3 separate regions of the Mus musculus genome follow, and regions 1 and 3 are each linked to region 2. The links are chromatin contacts, called in public Micro-C and promoter capture Hi-C maps. All regions are on one chromosome and are shown on one strand. Each heading gives the region's core, a stretch centred on a gene start, on an enhancer-like site or on the middle of the called end of the contact. The rest is flanking DNA. Distances are from core to core; before and after follow the strand shown.

Region 1 (3,187 bases), core at 492-2,991, 690 kb before region 2:
TTGTTTGTTTGTTTTTAGTAGACAACAAAACAGCGACAGAAGAGCAGAGGATGCAGGCTGAGTTCTGGTCTCTTCCGCAGTTGGAAGCGGCCAGAGCCTTCATGGGCCGCTCCAGCTCCCCTGGCACTTGTCCTGTAGGAGGCCTGTCCGTACCAGCCCTGGATAGTGTAGCCATAGCAACTGAGAATCAGTGTAGACAGTTGTAGCACTGGGCGGGTGATGGCTAAGGCACAGGCCACGGCCTCGCCTGCGGTATGGGAGTCTTCTTCACAACCGCGGGTGGTGCTCTGACTGCCGGGATGCAGCAGCATGTCCTCCCTCTTAGTCTTGCACTGCCAGGAAGAGATGTGAGAGTAGTCAAGGCACTCTGACCAGATGGGGGGCTGCCGAGTGCTCAACCTGTTCTTGCCATACACTAACAGAGCACCCTCCAGGCACTATACACTGTCTGAGGGCTCGCCTGCGGGAGGGGGGGGAGCCACGCCCCCAGAGTGGTCAAGCCCAGTGGCCACTCCAGGGTTAGTCTCCACATAGGTTCTATAAGTGGCTCTGCTGTGTCCCCAATCATCACGTGGGGACCTTCCGGTATTCAGTTGGTGGACAGAGGCGTGTTCTGAGGCGAGCAATGGCTGCACCTGCCTTCTGCTGACCTTGTTTGGACTGGGCTTAGTGGCATCCTGCCTGGGTCCTGCACTTTGGTTTGAACTCAGCAAGGGGATCACTATGGCGTATCGGAACTTCTAATAGCATTCTGCTAACCGATGGATCAGTGTCTTGTTCAGCCATCATCAGGGAAGCTTCCTCCTGCAGCAGACAGGCGTGGCTGCAGAGACCTACAGTCATACGTGGCACACACAGGATCACACAGGCATGCTGCTTCATTCCCAGCCAAAGAAGGAAGCTTCGTGGGCCATTGACGGCTCCCTCTTTCCAGTGCCCTCCCCCCTCCCCCTTCAGCTCCGGAGCAAACGACTTTAGCAATGCTGACAATAGTGAGAGCGCTAAAGAGTGGCCAGTGCATCCGTGCCACCCTCAGTGGCCTCCTAGACACTGAGAAGTTGTGTCACCTTTTCCGCTCATATTTCTAATTTTTACACGTGTATGGCTGTATAAACTTCACAACCTTTCTCAGTTCCTTTGACATTAAATTAGTTTACAGTGTCTTAGAATCATAAATAACAGGTCATATTCTCAACGAATAAATTTCTTAGGAATTTCTTATTAAGGAGTTGAGAAACTCCTCACTAAAAACTCTAAGACACCCAGAACAGAGATAGAAGACAGTGCTGAAGAGAGGAGGGTGTCTTAGTTAGGGTTTTATTTCGGAGACACCTCGACCACAGCAACTCTTATAAAGGAAAACATTTCATTGGGGCTGCCTTACAGTTTCAGAGGTTTAGTTCATTATCAATATGTCGGGAAGCATGGTGGCATGCAGGCAGACATGGCGCTGCTGGAGCCAAGAGTTCTGTGTCTTGGCCCGAAGACAGCCAAAGGAAACTGAAATTTCACACTGGGTGGAGCTTGAACATAGGAAATCTCAAAGCTCACTTCAACAGTAATGCACTTCCTCTAGGCCACACCTACTCCAGCAAGGCCACACCCACTCCAACAAGGCCACACCTACTTCAACAGGACCACACCTACTCCAACAAGGCCACACCTCCTAACAGCGCCACTCCCTATGGGACTAGCATTCAAATTCATGAGTCTATGGGAGTCAAACCACCAGAGGAGCAGCCAATGCTCTTGGATTGGAAGCCTAGGGTTGTTAAGGGATCAGTGCCAGCCTAGGGACCTACAGATGCAGGCAGTCCTACCAAGAGGTGAATGGTTTCATCTAGAAACAGAAAAAGTCATCGTAAAATCCACTGGGAAGACCAAGACATTCCAAATCTTGAAAAAGGAAAGGGCTGGCACCTTACGCATCTTGATTTTAAAGCAACAAAGTTACAGTAAACAGGATGACTGTGGGTTTCCATAACAACACCCAAGGCTAAACCAGCATAGAGAGCCAGGAGTAAAGCCAGCTCAGAGCGGGAAAGTACTGGAAACTGGAAGTCCACAAACATAATTACCTCAGAAGGCGTCAAAATCCTAAGTGCTGTCAACCAAAAGTATAAAAAGTCTTTGAAGGAATTGGCAGTGGGGAGTTCATGGTATTAGATTCCAGTGAATTTTTGGACACGTTGTTAAATATTGTAGATAATAAAAGACAAACTAGGTAAACTGTGCTATGTCACCCTTAAAACCTCAGTGTGTGTGAGGGTGCACAGTCGTCAGAATGGGCAGCCTACAGAGGAGAGGGAAATATTTGCAAATGACAAGCCTGATAACAGATTGATATCTTGACCATATGAACTCCTACACATGCACAACAGCGAAACAACTTCATTTAAATATATAGAAGACTCAAGTGGACATTTCTCAGAATATACACTAATGACCCATAGGCCCAAGCATACAGGCTCAGCATCACTAATCATTAATGATGCAAATGAAAACTACCTCGAGATTACACGCAAACCAGTGTTGCTGACGGAAGAGGACGGGGACTTGTGTGCTGTTGGTAGGAACAGCAGATGGTACAAGAACTTTAACAACCATATGGAGGTACCTCACAGAGTTTAGAGTGGATTTACTCCATTCCACGTCAGGGCACCCATCTGAAAGATTCTAGACCACTGAGGTGCACACGTGAAAATGGTTAGTTAGGATGGGGCTGGCACGGTGGCTCAGGAGATGACACATGCTAGAAGAAAAGGTCTGGTTCCTGTAGGTGGGTCCTCTGTTTCATGGCGTGGTATGTGTGTGTGTGTGGGGGGGGGGGGGCACAGACCCAGGTAAATGTAATAAAGAATAGATTTTGTGTTACGTGTCATATTTCAGCCCAGTTGTAAAATATGTTTTTAGTGAACTGTTTCATCCATGGTTATTTTATTTCTAGAATGGGTTCTTTCTTTTTTTTTTTTCCCCCCGAGACAGGGTTTCTCTGTGTAGCCCTGGCTGTCCTGGAACTCACTCTGTAGACTAGGCTGGCCTCGAACTCAGAAATCCGCCTGCCTCTGCCTCCCGAGTGCTGGGATTAAAGGCATGCGCCACCAAGCCCGGCTTAGAATGGGTTCTTAAAGTAAAATTACTAAGCAAAGCCTCTCGGTGCCTGTTGCCTGACTGTTTTCTAAGCCAG
Region 2 (3,400 bases), core at 615-3,114:
CATGCATCCTAAAATGCAGCAAACTGAGCATGAGAGGCCACATAAATTCCTGAGAGAAATTTCTTTGTCCAGAAACAGTGTCGGCGTGTTGTTCAGCGTTGCCATAGGGAACAGCCAGCTTTGCTTTTGAAATGCCCAGAGCAGAGCCCTCTGATTGGTTCTCCGTACTGCTCATCACTTCTGCCCAGCAACTGGCGCTGCGGTGGCCAGAAACCCGCCCCCAAAGCCCTGGCTCTGATGGGGCAAACTTCTTTATGCTGCCCTCTGTGTTTCCCCAAAACAGGGGGTCTGGAGCTGCTAAATGGGAGAAGAAGGGCTCGGGGTGGGGGAGCAGCAGCTGGTCTCACCCGTAGAGAGCTCCACGCGGCTGGACTCTACCCACTCATTCTGAAGAAGGCTTACTAGTGCTTTGGCAGAGAATAAAAGGAGCCACGCAGCCATAGGAAGCCCCACGCACAGGTCTTTGTACCTTCTGCCTGGTGGCTTATTTGAAAAGAGTCCAAATAGTGCAGCCTAGAGAAGGAAGCCTTTCTGGATTTGGGCAGTTTTCCTTGTGCCGTGAAAGGCGTGTGAGAAAGGTGCCCTGGACAGGGCTGGGGTCGAACAGTAGAGGTCTGAGAACACGGTTAAAGAAGGCAGGGGCACTCTGAGCATTCCGGGCCATTAAAGACACCCACGAGGGGAAAGGGGCTAATAGTGAGCTCCAGGGTCCTCATAGATGGGACTGTCGTTCTAGCACTGTTGCCTTGGGGAACCCTGGATCTGACCTGACTCTGAACTCAGAACTGTGGCCTGTGGCCCAGATGAGGGCGCCACTGGCCTAGCTGAGCCTGGCTAGCAAGGCCTATGTGGGCTCTCGAACAGGCACCTGTTGGGCTACTGCATTCAGAGATGTCCTGTCAGACTATCCAGGCTTCTAGAACATTCCATGAGGTAAGCTGGACAGAAGATGCTGGACTTCCTGCGCAGCCTGGTCACACTGGTCTCCGTTCCAGCCTAGGATCCGACAAACTTTATTGAGAAGGGATGTGTGAGCTTCCAGATGACTTGGAAACAATCATGGCCTCTTTGCTCAAGTGTCTGAACTTTGTAAGGATAGACCCCCATTTGCTCCCATCTTGCCATGGCAGTAGGGACATCTGGTGGGGCCCTGTGACCATGAGACAGCAAGATGAAGCTGCTGGAGAAATGGGTGTCCCTGGCTTAGAGAAGTACCCAGGACAAATTGGCCACCCTGTCCACACAGGGCAGATCCACTTCGGGTGGGTATGTAGGGAGCCGAGGAGGACTCTGCTAAACCCCTAGAGCTGGGTCAGATGGTACCAGACCCGCCTGTGAGCATACGAGGGGCATGTGTGAGGGTGGCATGGCTGTGTGCTAATGTGGACTGTGAGACCTGCCCGCCTGCCTGTGAACTCTGTCGGTGAAGATGTGTGTTCTTGGACAGGAGACACTAGGAACGAACTCTGCACGCGTGTCAATGGGCGCCCGCGAGTGAGTGTCTTCTACAGGTGCAAGGACCTGAGTGCCCGAGTAGGCGAGACTGTTGGGCCGCCCGTCGAGGTGGCAAGGCGAGGAACCTTCCTTGCTTCCCCTCCGCTCGACTGGCTTTTTGACCCGGAAAGACCGGGACGCGGGCGGGGCGCGAGGGCGCGCGCGCGCGCGCGGAGGGGCCAGGGCCCTGAGGGCCTGGGGCGCGCGCCGCCGTTGCTAAGGCCGGCGGCGAGCGCGGGGCCGAGGGTCCCTAGCAACGGGCGCGGGCGCGCGCCAGCCGAAGGGGATGAGGGGGGGGGCGGGGAGGCGCGCGCGGGCGGCGGGGGCGGGCGCGCTGGGGCGCGCGCCCAGGCGGCCCGCGGGGATTTCCAGCGCGCGAGAGGAAGTGCCAGCGCGAGGGTGCGTGAGGCGGCGCGGCCGGCGGCCGCCGCGTGCGCGAGCCGGGTTGCAGCCCAGCAGGGACTTTCCAGCCGGCGGCGGCGGCGGCGGCCGCCGGCCCTTCCCCGCCCCCCGACATGGGGCTGCCCGGGGAGCTGGACGCTGCAGAAGGCGGCGGAGGATGCGCGCGGCGCCCCTGAGCCGGCCGAACGGGCGGGCCTCGGGGTAAGGTCGCGGGCCGGGGGCGGCGGGCGGCGGGGCGGCGGGCGGCTCCATCCCGGCGGCGGCCCCGGGCCCGGCGGGTCCTTCGCTGCCAGGCCCGGCCGCCTCACCGTCTGCGGTGCGGCCCGCCCGCCGCCCCAACTTTGGAAACTTTGTGTGTGCGGCCAGCTCCGGGCCCGAGGCGCCGGCGCTCCGGGCAGACGGGGCAGGCAGGCCTCGAGCCCTGGGTGCCCGCCCCGAGGGGTGCCGAGCCGTCAGCATCTCCGAGGCCCGGGGCTTTGGCGCGGTGCGGAGCGGCGGAGACAGGGTGCCCGCATAGATGAGCGTGCTCGCCCTGGCTGGTGGAGGTGGGTTTTTGAGCCATTATTTAAAAGTTTATACTGAGTCATTGCTCTGCAGATGAATGACTGATTCATAGTCGGAGAGCTGCAGAGAGGCTGGAAGGCAGGCGGTTCTGGGATCCAGCTGGGGCCGAATGCACACCTTCCACCTTCGATTAACACCAAAGGTCAGAGTGGGCTCCCCACGGGCGAGCCATTAAAACGATCCTTGCCGCGGGGCTTGCAGGTTTTGGAGGCGCCAGGCTATGGCTCATGTACGTTTCGCCACGTTTCTACACTGTCATCACCACCGGTTGGGGACCCGGGTATCAGGATTAGACCTTTAGAGAGAATTCTGCGTGGACAATTCTTTACCTTTAATTTAAAACGGCAACAACATGCAAATGGGTGAAGTGTTGTGGACGTGCTCTGAAATCGAAGAAGCATTCAGATTAATGATCGGTTGAAGGAACTGATTTTATTTTCACGGCTTTTGTACTGAGCTTTGACTCAGTTTTGAGAATGAAATAGAAGGGTGTGTGTGTGTGTTACGTACACACATTTGTAAGTATGCTCTTTTTTTGTGGAGTCTTAAAGGGTTTATCGAGTGTTGTATTGTCATCTTAATTTACATTCACAGCATACAACTGAAGAGGAGCCATAATTTTTTTTTTTTTGGTAGCATTTCTGTGACTAGATACACAAGTGAAATCTTTAGAAATGCTGTTTTGTATTGTGTGTAAAATGCTTATATGTAGAAATTGTTCAGGGGAACCCTCAGTCAGCTCTTAAAACCTTCTGGTGTTTTTCAGATCTTGGAAAATGGCCTGTTGAAAATACTGCATCATTGTAGGGTGTTTAGCAAAATAGTGTACAGCCATCCTTTACTTAAAGGAGAGGAAATGTTTCCCTTTTCGCCATATTGTGACATCTTATATATTAAGAACTAGTCTGAAGGTGAAAATTCTTTGGCCAGAGCAAATTGA
Region 3 (3,360 bases), core at 310-2,809, 720 kb before region 2:
ACGATTATCTGCAGATTAGTTTTATTTTGGTGAACATTCAGACACCAGCAGACACAACTTACTCTCAGAACCTCCTACAGCACCTCTGGGTTTTGATAAATCTCTCTTTTTTTAACCCCCACAGAGCTTGGGTGAGAACAACCAAAAATGCTTTGCTTGGCATTTACAAGAGTTAAAACAAAAACAAACAAAAACCAAGGGTTAAGATACATCGATTTTTCAGTGCCTTGGCCTGGGTACGTAGCTGAAGTCTCCAGCGTTTGTCTAGCAGGCTCAAAGCTTATGACGAAGGCACCTCCTAAATCATGAGTGAGCGCCTGAAGTCTCCTGCACTCGAAACAGTTCACTCCTACAGTCTTCCTTCTGAGTGCTCCCCCTTAGCATAGGATGTCAGACACTGACAACTCCAAAAACAGGACTGTATAAGTAGCGAATTAGCTTCTTCCCTCATAAAGAGCTACTAGAGAAGTGAGAGAATCAAGTGATCCCTGGTCTTCATGCAGTTTTCTCACAGGCTAACGACCACTGGTAATTAAAGAATAACAAAGACGCAGGGCTGCTCAGACGTAATGGGCTCGGAAAAAAAGCCTACACTGATCTGACTACCTCCCTGGTGGGCCGGGGCGATGGGTGGCAGTGTGCAGGTAGAGTCTCAGAGTGAGCAGCTGATGGGCTCGGCCTAGGTGGATCCAATCCCTAAGACGTAAGGTGGGCGGTGCCTACATTGGGGAAGCCGGTTGCCTTGCGGGTGAGTCTGGAACAGAGAAATTTCGGCGTGCAGGACCACAGGGGAACTAGGCAGTCTACACTTGGACCGCCGTGGGCAGAGTCTGCTCTGGGGAGAGTTCCTTTGCTCGCGTGGGCGGGGACGAAAGGAGAGGCGTGGACTCTATAGGCGGGGCTGAGGCGAGCCCCGCCTCTGAGGCGTGCGGTGGGCGGAGCGTACCCCGGAGCCAGCAGCATTGCCTTCGTGGGCGGGGCCTAATGGCCCAAGGAAACCGCCGCTCGCGCGGTCCCGGGTCTCCTCCGCACTGCACGAGCGTCACCGCTACCAGGCTTATGGGGTAGAGTTTTTCGTGCCTGGAAGGCTACAGAATAGTCGCCATACATCTCACATGTGCATTCCCGCTCCTCACTGTCCTTTGCTCTCCTCCCCGTCCCGGCTCAGCGGCCGTGACTTTATCACCTCCGTTGTCCGCACACGCCTCCCTCTCCCCAGTAGCTCCCTCCCTGATGGCTCCACCAAAACCTTCACAGCCCGGCACACGAGCCGGTCCGCACCGAGGGGGTGGGGACAGGCCGCGCAGTGGGCGGGGCGACGCTGCGGAGCGTTAGGGCACGTGGGGCCGTGTCGGCCAATGGCGTGGCGTCGTTGAGGGCGGCGAGGCGGGGAGAGGGCAGCGTGGGGCCGGCGCGGGGCGGGGCCTGGGGCGGGGGCGGGGCCTGCCGGGAGAGGGGCGGAGAGACGCCGCCGCCGCTGCCGCCGCCGCCGCCGCCGCCGCGGCTGCCGCAGCCTCTGGGAGCCTGGAAAAGGGGAAGCGAGAGCGGACGAGCGACTCAGTCCCCGGGCGGCGGCTGCAGCGGCGGCGGCGGCGGCCGGGGCGGCGCGACGGCCGGGCCGGGGGCGCTTCTGCTGCTGCAGCGGCAGTGGCGGCGGGCGGAGGCAGGGGCGGCGGCGGCGGCCCGCACCAGCCATGCCGAATAAAAACAAGAAGGAGAAAGTGAGTCGGGGCCGGGGGCTCCGGGACCGGGTCTGGGGTCCCCGCGTCGGCGGGTAGGGGCGGGGCGGCAGGTCGTCCAGGCTCGCGGGCGGGCCCAGGGCGCTGGCAGGATTGCATGGAGCTGGGGAGGCCGCTCAGGCTCTGAGGTGGCGCTGAGGTGCCGCGGTCGCTCTGGGTGGCGGCTGATGCTCCGTGCAGTGCTCTGCGTGGCGGGGGCTGGGGTGCTGGAGCGTTCCGGACTCGCCCCAGAAACCCTCACTTGTGAGGTTTAAGGGTGGGAGGGGAGAAAGGGATGGGCCGAGAGCTGGGGTTACGTGTCCCTACCTGGAGTTTTCACCTCCCTCCCCCGCCCCCCAACACAGACATGAAGAGAAACGGAATTTGAAGGCTGCTGGTATTGTGAATATACTCAATATGATGTAGTTTGCTGCTGACATATTAAAGCCATCAGAAGCTCTCAGTGATATGTATCAATTTAGAAACTGCATTTGAGCTGATGCTTAGCGGTCCAAATATTGAGAACACTAATGGTTTTTTGTTGTTGTTTGTTTTTGTTTTTTTGTTTTTGTTTTGTGATGATTCCCAGGAACCACCAAAACCGGTGAAAAGTGGAAAAGGTCCAAAAGAAGGACAAGATACAGCAGAAACAGAGGTAACCTCTGGACAAGCTCATTGTTATTCTTGATCAGCCTTTAATCTAGGGTCTAACACGGAGGCTCTACAAACCAAAGTGTTTCTGAAGTCTTTTCTTATGAGTTACTTATCCCCCCCCCCACTCTTTTATTAAAGTGTGCACAGCGAAACTGACATTTTAAAAACAGTTTTGTGGCTTCTAACAGAGCTCAAGCCCTCCCAGTGAACTGGTCTTAAATGGAGTCTCTAGCTTTAGGGTCTGCCCCCTCGTTCCTTTTCTGTGTCTCTGGCTCTCTCAGTGACTTCCACGGTCCTTGCTTTCCTTGCTGCAGCCTCGAACTGGTGTCCTGGGCAAGCTTCTCTTCTGCTGATGTCTGGTCCTTTTCAACTAAGTGTGGATGTGTTTTGGTGGCTCTAATTTGGGTACTTTTTTTTTTTTTTTTAAACAGTCTTCTATTTCCTTTCCCACAAGCTCCTCCATCCTCTTTGGTGAATCCTGACTTTTCTTGCTTCCTGGCTTTGGCTTATTTCAAGAATATCTGGAATGATCCCTTGGGTCATTTGGTGGAATCTGTGATCCTTAATAGAGTTGTGCCCTTGGGGGATTTTCAGGGCAGGCCCCTTGACCCCCCTTTTTTGGCTTTGTTTTGTATCTCATTGTCTTGGAACTAGAGTGCCCAAGCGAAGAGGCTCAGGCTTTAATTTCAGGGCACCTGGAAGCTGCTCCTTAAGTCTCCCCTCTCCAGAGCCGGATCGTTGAGATTTTACCACAGACATTTCTAATTTGTGGCTGTTCGGCCTCTTCTTCCCGAAAGCTTCATTAGAATGAGTTAAATTCTGCCCTGAAGATAATCTGCAGGGGTTATTTTAGCTCCAGGTTGTCTTCCCCCCCCCCTCAATTTGGTGTGTTCTGTGCCTCCCTCCTCTGCAGCAGGTGGTTCATCCCAGCAAATCTGTTGCCCTCCCTAGAGCTGAAAGCAGAAATCCAAAAGGTTCCTGAAATACC

Evidence for each region. Promoter capture Hi-C pulls out the DNA fragments that hold promoters and counts their contacts. Hi-C and Micro-C count contacts between places; a contact is called where the count stands out from the background.
Region 1: a Micro-C map of embryonic stem cells shows a contact between it and region 2, with 2.9 times the contacts expected there. The contact joins the enhancer-like site here to the promoter of Traf3 in region 2. A contact is called at or near these places in 3 of 484 Hi-C or Micro-C datasets (CD4 T cells, CD8 T cells and embryonic stem cells) and 1 of 115 datasets of contacts at active chromatin or transcription factors (memory CD8 T cells).
Region 3: a promoter capture Hi-C map of pre-B cells shows a contact between it and region 2, with 2.8 times the contacts expected there. The contact joins the promoter of Ppp2r5c here to the promoter of Traf3 in region 2. A contact is called at or near these places in 3 of 39 promoter capture datasets (the HPC-7 cell line, neutrophils and pre-B cells), 2 of 484 Hi-C or Micro-C datasets (both in embryonic stem cells), 2 of 115 datasets of contacts at active chromatin or transcription factors (memory CD8 T cells and thymic regulatory T cells) and 2 of 9 other capture datasets (adipose tissue and liver).

The regions. Positions count from the first base shown.
Region 1 is chr12:110,479,295-110,482,481 of GRCm38.p6, forward strand. All of the region lies in intron 3 of Ppp2r5c (protein phosphatase 2, regulatory subunit B', gamma), which reads left to right. The region is part of intron 2 of Gm19605 (predicted gene, 19605); the gene reads right to left. Among named protein-coding and RNA genes, the nearest start is that of Gm19605, 4.7 kb to the right of the region's middle. Within about 2 kb of position 1,742, at least 11 of the 459 cell types and tissues checked have an H3K27ac peak or open chromatin away from gene starts, as enhancers often do. A contact at or near this core is called in embryonic stem cells, where this site is marked.
Region 2 is chr12:111,164,506-111,167,905 of GRCm38.p6, forward strand. Traf3 (TNF receptor-associated factor 3) reads left to right here and starts at 1,865. Exons shown (of 12, transcript NM_011632.3): 1 at 1,865-2,097. The region is part of intron 2 of 4930595D18Rik (RIKEN cDNA 4930595D18 gene); the gene reads right to left.
Region 3 is chr12:110,445,665-110,449,024 of GRCm38.p6, forward strand. Ppp2r5c (protein phosphatase 2, regulatory subunit B', gamma) reads left to right here and starts at 1,560. Exons shown (of 16, transcript NM_001373949.1): 1 at 1,560-1,721; 2 at 2,308-2,373. The coding sequence starts at 1,695.